Regions from separate parts of the Mus musculus genome. Here region 2 is linked to region 1. Evidence: chromatin contacts called from public HiCAR-type data. All regions are on one chromosome and are shown on one strand. Each heading gives the region's core, a stretch centred on a gene start, on an enhancer-like site or on the middle of the called end of the contact. The rest is flanking DNA. Distances are from core to core; before and after follow the strand shown.

Region 1 (5,187 bases), core at 1,885-4,384:
TGACTTATCTAAAGTAAACATTTTATCATACAGTTAGAATTATTCAAGCACATATATATTTTGTGTTTGTGTGTGCACACTAATAAAAACAAGAAAGCTGAGACTGGGCGAAGGTAAGTAATCTAAAATTCAGTTAAAGATGGGTTGCTGCTACTCAAAAATCATGGCTTTTAAGCCTTGCTCTTTCTAGCTTTCAAGTAATAGGTTTCAAGAGTATAGAAGAGAGTGGATAAGGACAGGTAATGGAGAGTGGGTTAATCCAGCCTTACTAAGAACAAGGGACGGGCACAGGTTGAGTCTGAGTGCGATGCCATGCTTATTTATCAATGTGTTTAGAAGCCGGTTTCTCTTTTCTATGCCTCTGTATTCTATGAGTTATGGTGAAGGGCTGTGGCTCTACAAGAGTTTCAATCTGAAAATTATCCATTTATTTTAAAAGTTAACTTTTCCATTTACTCATGGTAATCCCAGCCAGAAAATATCTCCATATGTGGTGGAAGGGATACTACCAAGGAAATTTTAAGTTAATTACATTGTTGGGAAAATCTGTGGTCTAGTAGAAAATATACAGTCTTTGCAATCAGAACAGGCCTGAACTTTCAAAGTATAAAGCCACAGGGTCAATTTTGATGCACTGCAAGTATTAAGCCTTAGAAACTGAAGGAGGGCCAATTAAACGTATAGGCTTAGTGATCAAGCATAATAAAGCCCCTACTTAAAGTCTCTTTAAAAATGTTTAAGTGTGTTTCTGTATATATGGGTACTGATGTGGAGGTCAGAGGACAACTGGTTGGAGTCAGTTCTCTCCTTCTACCAAGTGGATTCCTGACAATAAGGAGGCTAATTGGTACGTTGGAGGTAGACACAAATCATAAACTCAAAATTACCTGTAGAGGAATTTCTACGTTGATCAGTAACTTAACAAGTCACAGTACAACAAAAGTATGGGCCCTAGAAACGAGCTTCTGCAGGGTAAATCAACGCCCATCTCCTTGCTCCACAGAGCCTCTAGATGGAGTAGACAGGAATGGCACCTTTGTCAAGGGTTCCTCTGCAGCTTTGGAATGACTCAGCTTAAAATACCTTAAAATAATGGTGCGCTGGTTTTGAATTGTACTAGAGGAAGGCATATTCTTGACTTGAGTAATAACACTGTTGTGAAAGGATCCCTGTTTAACATGGAACCCTGTTTGGTTTCTGTGGGTGGCTGGTTTCGAACTATCCAGTGTAATGACTCTGTAACAATATCCTAGAGCCTATCTTCCTCATACAATGTGGACCTAAAATGGAAGCCATCATATGAGAAACACCTGTAGTGTAAAGAACTTCTAATGCCTCGAACACTGCACTGAGTTAGGATGGACTCAGCCATGATCTTACTTTATATTTGATCATTTGTATATAAATTGGCAGTTTGAAAAAGAAAATTAAAATCAGTGTTGGGGTTGGAAATAGGTCTGATGTGGAAATGCTGTTACATTTCAAATGGAAAACACCCTTACACTTACATTAATCATCACAGTCTATTCAGAGACTACTATATTTTAATGTTTAGTCAATCTTCAAAATATGTCCCACTCACTAAATGTATGCACGTTATAATTTACATACGTATTAAAAACAGCAGGGTACGTTTTAAGTGATGGTTAGCCAAAGGAGTGAAGAGAAGGGGCTGTGACTTCCTTTTTACAATTTTTAAAGGTTTATTGCAATGGTTTTTATAATTAAAGTTAACATTCTACATGAAGTACATTGAAGAGATTATAAACTTTTAAATTAAAAGAGAAATTCTTTTCGTCATGATTAGGATAATACAAGGCATTTTGTCGAAATACTTTCAAGTCCCAAGATGTCCTCCTAGTTAACTAAAATTTAACACCAATGAAGTTAAACTTTTTGTTTCAAATGTTGAAAATGAAGCATTGATTTTAATAAAATCTAAGAAAAGCGTTAAGAAGCCATATTTTAGCTTTCTAAGTTCTGTATTACCTCACTATTTCGCATTTTTTAAACCGTAAAATGTACTTCAGAAAGGATTTTGCCTTCTATCTCCCAGCTAACGTTTGCATTTTCTCCATCTGCTTGGACGTGGAGTTATTTTAATTGCTTCTTCTTCACACGTTCTGGAGAAAGTCTTTCAGACTTTCTAAACGCCAGAGAAGTGCCTGGAATTGGTTAAGCACCCTGCTTCTGCTCTAGGGTGCCATGGAACTTCCCAGCCCCTCACCATTTCTCTCCGAGAGGTCTCTGTCCCCGGGGAGAGGCGGCGCACAGCATCCCGGGCGCCCGCGGAGAGCACGGCCGCCCCCCGGGAGCCAGGCGCCGAGGGGCCGAGCCCAGCGCCCGCCTTCCGCGCTGGTTGGTGGAGGGAGCCGGAGAGCGGCGCGAGGACAGCCTCGGCGGGGCTCGGGCGGGAAGGCGCGGGCCCGCTCGCCCCCGGCGGTCCGGAGCAGGCGTCGTGCCGCCGGGTAAGATGGCTCCGCTTCCCACCGGCCCAGCTTGCTCCCCACCGGGCCGTGGGGCCCTGGGGCCGCCGAGGCCGCACGACCCCCCGCCAGCGCCGCGCGAGCCGGGGGCCGCCGAGCGCCGCCCGCCGCAGACAAAGCTGACAACATGGCTCCCTCCGCCCGGCAAGTTGCTCGCAAGTTGCGGCGCGGCCGGCGTCCCTCAACTTCAAGTTTCCCTCGCATGGCCGCCCTCCCGCCGGCCGCCGGCCGCGGCCCACCCCGCGCGAGGCCGGGCCGGGAAACTTTAACGTCCGCCGCCGCAACTGACAGCCCGGCGCCACTCGCTCACCTTCAGACAGGTCCTCGATGCACTCGAAGGTGATCTCGAACTGGAACGGGTTGTAGAAAGGCGACGGGTTATCCAGCACCACTACATTGTTCACCTGAACCTTTGCCATATTTTGAAGAAAACACAAACAATGGGGCCGGGGCTGGCGGCACCACCGAGTCCCGCGCGCGGCCGCTCCGAGAGCGCAGACCCCCGCCCCGGCGCGGCGCGGCCCGACGTCGTGCAGCTGCGACTTGAGAAACTTTTTTTTCCTTTTTATTTACACGGCGGCACTCCACGGTGTTTTGCAGCTTTCCTATTTCACTAAACTACAGCCCATTCTGCCCTGATAACTAGCAGCGTTGCCCGCGATTGGCTGCCCCCGAGCTCTGACCCTCCTCCTCCAGCGAGGGCCGCGGCGGCGAGCAAGATGGGCTCCCGCTCGCAGAACGGACGGGAAACTTTCACTGCGGCTCCACCTGCTGGTGCGGACCAGGACAAAGGCGCAGAACAAAGTGAGTGGAATAGGGGCTGGGAGGCCCGCGCGGAGGCCGCCGGCGGCGGGGGAGGGGCGACGCAGGCCCCGCCCCCGCCCGGCGGGGCCGCGCCACACGTCGGGCGTGGCCGCGGCGGGACGGAGGGGGCGGGACCCGTGGGGTGGGCGGGGCCGGCGGTGGAAGCAGGAGGGCGCGAGGCGGCCCCGTGTGTGTGCGCAGCATGGGCCTTGGGGTTTTTCGGGTTTTCTTCCAGCCTTTAACGCTTCCCCCACCAGTGCCGGCGGCTTTGCTGGCTCTGCTGGATTTAGCAGATAAGGTGTGCTTTGCAGCCCTTGTCAGGCCCAACTAGCTGTCTGTGCTTCTCGCAATCGTAATGGTAGAGAATAGGGAGAAGGGCTGGTTGCAGTGGGAATAAATTGCATTTTTATAGCCCATGTCAGCTCGAAAGGAGCAAGCCATTTTGGAATTCAAGTTCTTGGCCACGACAGTGCGGTGAAATAGATACAAAATGAGGGCGGGGTGATTTTACACACACACACGCAGGCTAGAAAAAAAATATGCGATCTTCAGCTGCATGTTGGATTTCTTCCCATTTAATAACTGAAAAGATGTAAAACAAAACAAAAAAAAAGAAATAAAAGGGGGAAAACGTGATCAGTTACAGCGAGGCTTCTGTTGTTGGGGGGGCACAGAGAAAGAAGTCAAAAGTCGAGAAAATGGAAGTGTCTGAAGGCCAAAGGACAACAAATGTATTTTTGGTGGAATATGAGAAAGGAGAAAGCACAGATAACATGCCATTTGCTCTTCAAGGCATTTATAACAAACATTCATAAGTGAAAAAGTGCAGCACACCAATTCTGAGGAGACCTTCCATGCCTGTGACGCCTGTGAGACCATTTCAAGGCTGACTGGAGGAAAAGTTGCTTGTTTATGGTACTTAGCCACTGTGGGTAGACTAGGAAACAGGAAACGGAAACCTAACACCTTTGTGAATGTGAACTGATTCTTTTTACTGTGGAGGTGTTACTCATAAACCATTGGGTTCTTTTCTTTTTCCTTATAAATGAAACTACTAAACTATTCAATAAAATCCGGAGTGAAAATTATGTCTTAGTATTAATCTGCAAGTGAAGTTTCTGCTAGTGTGCAGAATTTAATTAATCTTCCTTGGACAGGTTGAGACTCAACTGGATTGCTGTGGATGATCTGTCCTTGTCCGAAGACCTTTAGTTATCATGAAGCAGGGCCTTCCATGTTTAAGGAGATTAAAGTGGGGAGAGAGCCACTTTTATTGTCAGTACGCTGGGCAATCGGTGTCCATCAGTTCAGTCACCATTGTTTTTGTGCATCAGAGTAAAAGTCACACTGTGGTAGTAGGCAAGATGACCATGGCTGGTAAATAATACACGTAGCTCTTATTAACCCTAGTTTTACATGATGTTAGCCAAGATAAAGGAAGCAGTGAGGTTGTAATATGCAGTTATGGCAGGCACCCTGGAGATTCCAACTGACTTATCAATGTGCTCTTATGTGCTTTTTACATGCTTCTTGCTGTTAGACCAGAAGTGTGTTATAAACTATAGAAGACTCATTTCTAGTGGATGTACATACACACACACACACACACACAAGCATGTATGTATCAGGGATTGCTTGTTTGTTTGTTTTTTGTCTCTTGTTTTTTTTTTTTAAGTGCCGTATATAACAGTATTTGGAGGAGGGATCTTCCCATTTTCCAAGCGCTATCTCCAGCACTCTCATCTTGCCCCTCTATGTTATTACTGCTCATCAAAAAATTTTAAGAAAAAACTTGGTCCAATAATTTTTTCACCATGAACAATATTTTTGGAAACCTACCCCTTCCTCCCCAAAAACCCCTTAGAAGCACTGTACCATGTTTCTAAGTAAACTGACA
Region 2 (5,187 bases), core at 1,853-4,352, 2.5 Mb before region 1:
TTTTTGGACAGAGCTGATCGACTCTACTGTGAATAATGAGGACATTAGTGCTTCCGTTGGGCTCCCACTTCTCATGTCCCTATCTGTCTTCGCCTGTTTTATGTTGTTATAACAGAACCTCCGAGGCTAATTATGAAGCATTTTATTTGCTCTGTGGTTCTTACGGCTGGGAGGTCTGAACACCATGGTGCTGCCATCCAAGCCACAGCCTGTAGCTGTGCTGTAATACAAAGAAGAAACAGGAAGGGCACTCACCGTGCCCAGGAGGCAGAGCTCCTGTGGGAAGACAAGAAGCTGGGGGGATGCAGAACCAGCCTTGTTCTTCTTGTTACAATTAGGATCTTGTAATAAAACTTACCAGGGCCTTATGGGAACCTGAATGGGCCCATGGGGAACTCAGTTTTGAAGATGGCATCCCATCGAGACCTCATCTCTGTATTCTAGGCCTTATCTGTTAGTTGTTGCATCACTTATCAAGCGTCTACTAAATGAATCTATCAACAGTGCACTCCCGCTACACCTACATCATCGCCCATGAGCCATGAGGCTCCCACCCAGGTCAGAAGTTCGAAGATTTGCTTAATACTGAGCCTGCCTTCGTGAGTCGGGGCCATCCTTTCCTCTTTACACTAGAGAGATTATGTGGACCAGAGTCATCTGGGTTTCTCAGTATAGTGCCTTTTATATAGAAAGACAATTCTTGTTATTTTTTTTTTTTTTAAGACAGGGTCTTTCTATGTACACCAGACTGGCCTCAAACTCATGGCAATCCACCTACCTCAGTCTCCTGAGAGAATATGTGTAACTTCCAAATTTACACTTTGGGGGGTAGAGAAATTATCTAATGGGTTAAGAGAACTGGCTGTTCTTCCAGAGGACCTGGGTTCCATTTCCACCACTAACACTGTAGATCACAACCACCTGGAACTCCAGTTCCTGAAAAGTGAATGCCTTCTTCTGGTTCCCATGGAGGTCAGACATGCACACGGAACACAAAGCACCCATACACATAAAAGAATGAAGAAATATCACCCTCCTTCATTCAGATTACTCTGCCTGGGGTCACTGAACACTTAAGAGCTATGTTTTGTGCTAGAAGAGTGTGATCAGTGGGCAGGAGGTAGAATGTGGTTATTATTCTCTCCAACCCTATTGTCTCCCGAGTGTTCATAAATTAATAGAGAGGAAATTAATGCAGGAAATAAAATAGTGATATTAAGCTTCCTTTCCTGTTTCTCATTTTGAAAATCAGAGCTAAACACCCTTGGAGGGCTTTCTTGATCTATGGCCTCCTTTCTAGTGTCCATTATTTCTCACTTGTTCAGCTCTGACTAGAGGAAGGCCATCTTCATCTCCCCAACCACAGTGCTCCTTACTGCCTCCAGGCCTTTAGCACACTTTTCCCTCCACACACAAAAACAGCCTGTCCTCAAGGGCAAAGCTTGCTCTGTCCCCGCCAGCAGATCCCTAGCCCCTTCCCAGTGTGACCTTTGCAGTGAAGGTTGCTCCCACAGATTGAGTCATTCTGAACTTTCCGTACCTACCCTGCTATTCAGCACCTTTTAAAAACATTTGCAAAATTTGTCCATTAAAAGATTTGCCTGAACTCTTTCATCTTTCCCAAGATTTAGCGGCTTGCTGTTCCTAGCCATCTAAAGTATTTAGAGAAATATTTTTCTTAGGATGTTTTATTTCAACATTAAAAACTGCGTATTTCATGGTAAAGATGAAGTAACAGCATCATCCGGTATTGTTTTCATTGTATCAGACAGGAAAGCAAGTTCTAGTCTGTCAACGTGCCTTTTAGATTCATATCTTATATAATAATTCTTAAGTATACATTCAAACGTAAAGTGTTTTAATATAAGCCCCCTAAATTCAGTTTCCTTTGCTCTCATTGAGGCCGTATCGTATCTCATATAAAATTATTGTCAGTTTTCTCCAAAACAAAATTAGGGAATCTACTTTGTGCAACAGCTTTCTGCTTTGTGAAATGTTGGTTTTCTTTTTACTTTACATTTAGGCATAAATAGTAAACGTTGTATAAGAATAGAGAAGCTTTATAAATAATTTTGTCAGACAAAAATGCTTTATTTAGATAACCAAAGAAAATGTTTCACAGAAAGGGAATTTTACAAATTATAGAGCTGGAAATTCTCTTTTGCTGTCAATGTTTGTTTTCCCCAGAAGTTATTTCAGATTGCCATGTGTCCAAATATGAACTCATATATTCTGAACAGAGTCCTCCAATCTCATCACATTAGAAGAGTCTTCAAAAATATTTTGCTTGATGCTAAGAAAACTAAACACCGTAATTCTTGTTAACAGCCTGTGTGATGTCTACCAGAAGAGCAGAACCTATGTATAGTTTGGAATATTCCCTCTGAACATAGGAGAGGCTGCTTCCTGCTGTCACACGCAGCCTGTGCAATGGCATGTATTTTTATACATTAACTAATTAAGCAACTTTACCTCCCTACAGGCAAGGCAACAAAACAAAGCAAGGAAGTAATTGGTTGTTAACAAAAATAACTGCAGTATGTGAGGAACTCAAATATCCAAGCCTGTCCCCTCTCCCCCAAGGTGGGCCAACCTAGAACACTGAACACAAAGCCAGGTGGAGCAGCTATGCTTACAGAGACATTAAAACTTTAACACAGTGTCCTGGGGTTCTTGCTGCTATAGTGCGCCTCACAGGCAGAGACATAAGCTGACTCCAGGAAGAAGTCAGCCTGGTATTCTGCTAAGAACCTTAGAAAGAGATCCAAGTGCTTAAGTAGTGCCTTCAGATTCTTCTCAGAGAAGGACATCTTTCCAAGAATCTCTGGAAGTTTTACAAACAGTCGCAGTAAATGCTGCGCGCCATAAATGTAGGAGGGAGGAGGCGGTTGGTGTCCTGGAGGGTAGTTGTCTGGCACAAGCTTCCAGGAGAGGATCTCATTTATTTCCTCAGTTGTCCCTTCAAAGCCAGCAAACATGGCACTCCCTTCCTTGCCAGGAGTCAGAGCGATGGGGGACGGTGCTGCGCTGTGCACAGGTGTCTTTTGCAAGTGCGGGAACAGCTTGGGCACACTGCGCTTGGCCTGGGGCGAGGCCCGGTCCTCAGCCTGCCAGTGGCAGTGGGTGCTGTGGCGGGTGGATCGCCTGGGAGCCCGCGTTGCCTCGGCCTCTGCCCTGCGCCTCTTGGGGGCAGCTGGCCCCGCCACGGCCTGGCTCTCCGAGGGCTGCGGGGGCGACGGGCCCGGCCAGGGCGCCTCCTGGCTCCTGCCAGCATCGCTGGCTCGCTCCTCAGTGGGGAAGAAAAAGGTGGAGGAGGTGACCATTTCGTACTGAGCCTGTTCCTGAGGGTAGAGCAGCACCAAGGGGAGCGCGTGGTCGAAGGTGATGCGCAGCCCGTCCGCCATCTCCCGGCACAGGCCCACGCTCCTCTCGGGCGCAGCGCGCTGGGGCTGCGGCCGGCGGTCCCCCAAGGCCAGCACGCTCGCCGAGAAGTGGCGCACGTAGCACTCAAGGATGGCGCCCACATTGGTCTGGCAAGGCAGCCTCACCAACCGCCGCCTGCGGTTGATGTAGTAACAGTCGTCCGCCAGCCGCTGCTGGAGCACTTCCGGGATGGGGATGCGCATGGCCCGCTCGTCCGCTTCCCGTCTTGTGTGGGGTTCCACTTCTTTCTTGCCTTTAGGCTTTGAGTCGCCATCACCTCGATCACTCCCTCCTTCATCCTTCCCCTCACCGTCATCCTTAGGTGCGCAGCCGAGGGTGGCCATGGTCGTCACTGGCAACGCGCCGCTCTCGCCCCTCCGGCCTGGGCTCCTCTGGCGGGCTGCTGTTTTCCTGGCAGGCTCACACTGTAACCTGAGACTTCATGAGTCTTCACAGAGCCAGAGGTCTCGGGCTGTCACCTCCCATCTCAGCCATTCAAATAGATCAGAGTCTGGAACTTTCTGCCAGTTTTTTTCCCCAGCAACCGTGTGACGATCTCAGCGCTGCACAGCACTCGAGCCCGCGGCAGTGGTCAAGCTGGAAGCGCAGCACTTCCTGAGTCGAATTGAAATTCAGTTGTTGTTTTTTCTTAAGGACCAGCCTCTGTAGGACTTTAGGAGAAAAAGAATAACACCAATTTTAGAAATAAATTTAGATTGGAAATTGGTCATTTTAACGTAATAAAACACAGTTGAGTGTTCGTTAATATTCCATTATACCAAATAACCTACTTATTCTTAGTAACCCAGTTACTAGTTAAATCTGATTAACTTTAGTAATGAGACAGTTAAAATTACATTATGGAAATATTTAATATCATAAATTAGAATATAACCTTGATTACAAATTCCTCATTTTAAAAATTTATGTACGTGCACACAATCACAAATACCCATATACATATCCAGTACTTTCTATTCTTTGTATTAATTTAAATGATCATCTGTTGCTAATTGTTCAATCAGCAACTAATGTTTTATTGTACATGTAGACTGTCCAGTGTTTATAAAATTAGGATTCATGAACATTTTAATTTAAAACCGATAGATAAATCTGTGGACAGCTATACTTTTTTTTTTTTTTTTACAACAAATTCTTATAAGTGGTGTTAGCGATGTTAAAGAATTGGCACATTTTCAAATTATACATTTCTATCTACCCTTTTTGCATGTCTCATAGGTTGTGGCTTTCTCCATTCTGCCAATTTGATGGAATCTATTTCTTCTATTCAGTTGTTCACTCGGTCAGAAAATATTTAAGTTCCCAGCAAGCACTATGCTCTATTAGCTATTCTTTGTGTGTGTGTTACTTGTGTGTCTTTTGCATTCTTTTTATTTGGGAATTCATTTTTTTTTCCACTTTGCTAATTTTTTTCCTCCTCAGGGTGCATCTATGCACCCCCACACCAGACTTAGAAAAGTTTTTTAGACATAAGTGTAGTCCTTTGTCAATTCTTTCTACCGTGGCTAGTGACTTCCATGAGTAGTAGTTCTAGGGTTTTGTTTGTTTTTATGTCTGTTTGTTTCATGCCAGATGCTGGGCATTGCAGATGAGTTCTAACTCACCTGCCAGTGATTAGTCTGTATTAGCCCTGTCTTGGTAACCAAGTGTAAAGCATTGCATTGAGCACAGACACAGCTTCTATTAAGCATTCAGATTTGCAAAATATATAAATTCACCAGTATGTATATATAACAAAATGTG

Evidence for each region. HiCAR-type assays count read pairs that join an accessible place to other places.
Region 2: a contact with region 1 is called in a HiCAR-type map of astrocytes, with 8 times the contacts expected there. The contact joins the enhancer-like site here to the promoter of Asf1a in region 1. A contact is called at or near these places in 6 of 39 promoter capture datasets (the C10 cell line, cranial neural crest, frontonasal cranial neural crest and 3 more), 4 of 115 datasets of contacts at active chromatin or transcription factors (acute myeloid leukemia, astrocytes, embryonic midbrain and 1 more) and 1 of 9 other capture datasets (adipose tissue).

The regions. Positions count from the first base shown.
Region 1 is chr10:53,594,908-53,600,094 of GRCm38.p6, reverse strand. Asf1a (anti-silencing function 1A histone chaperone) reads right to left here and starts at 3,134. Exons shown (of 4, transcript NM_025541.3): 1 at 2,797-3,134. The coding sequence starts at 2,905. All of the region lies in intron 7 of Mcm9 (minichromosome maintenance 9 homologous recombination repair factor), which reads left to right.
Region 2 is chr10:56,113,761-56,118,947 of GRCm38.p6, reverse strand. The region is part of intron 22 of Tbc1d32 (TBC1 domain family, member 32); the gene reads left to right. Msl3l2 (MSL3 like 2) reads right to left here. Exons shown (of 2, transcript NM_001163833.1): 2 at 2,068-4,094. The coding sequence starts at 3,767. The coding sequence ends at 2,652. Among named protein-coding and RNA genes, the nearest start is that of Msl3l2, 9.4 kb to the right of the region's middle. Within about 2 kb of position 3,102, at least 302 of the 459 cell types and tissues checked have an H3K27ac peak or open chromatin away from gene starts, as enhancers often do. A contact at or near this core is called in acute myeloid leukemia, adipose tissue, astrocytes and 2 more, where this site is marked.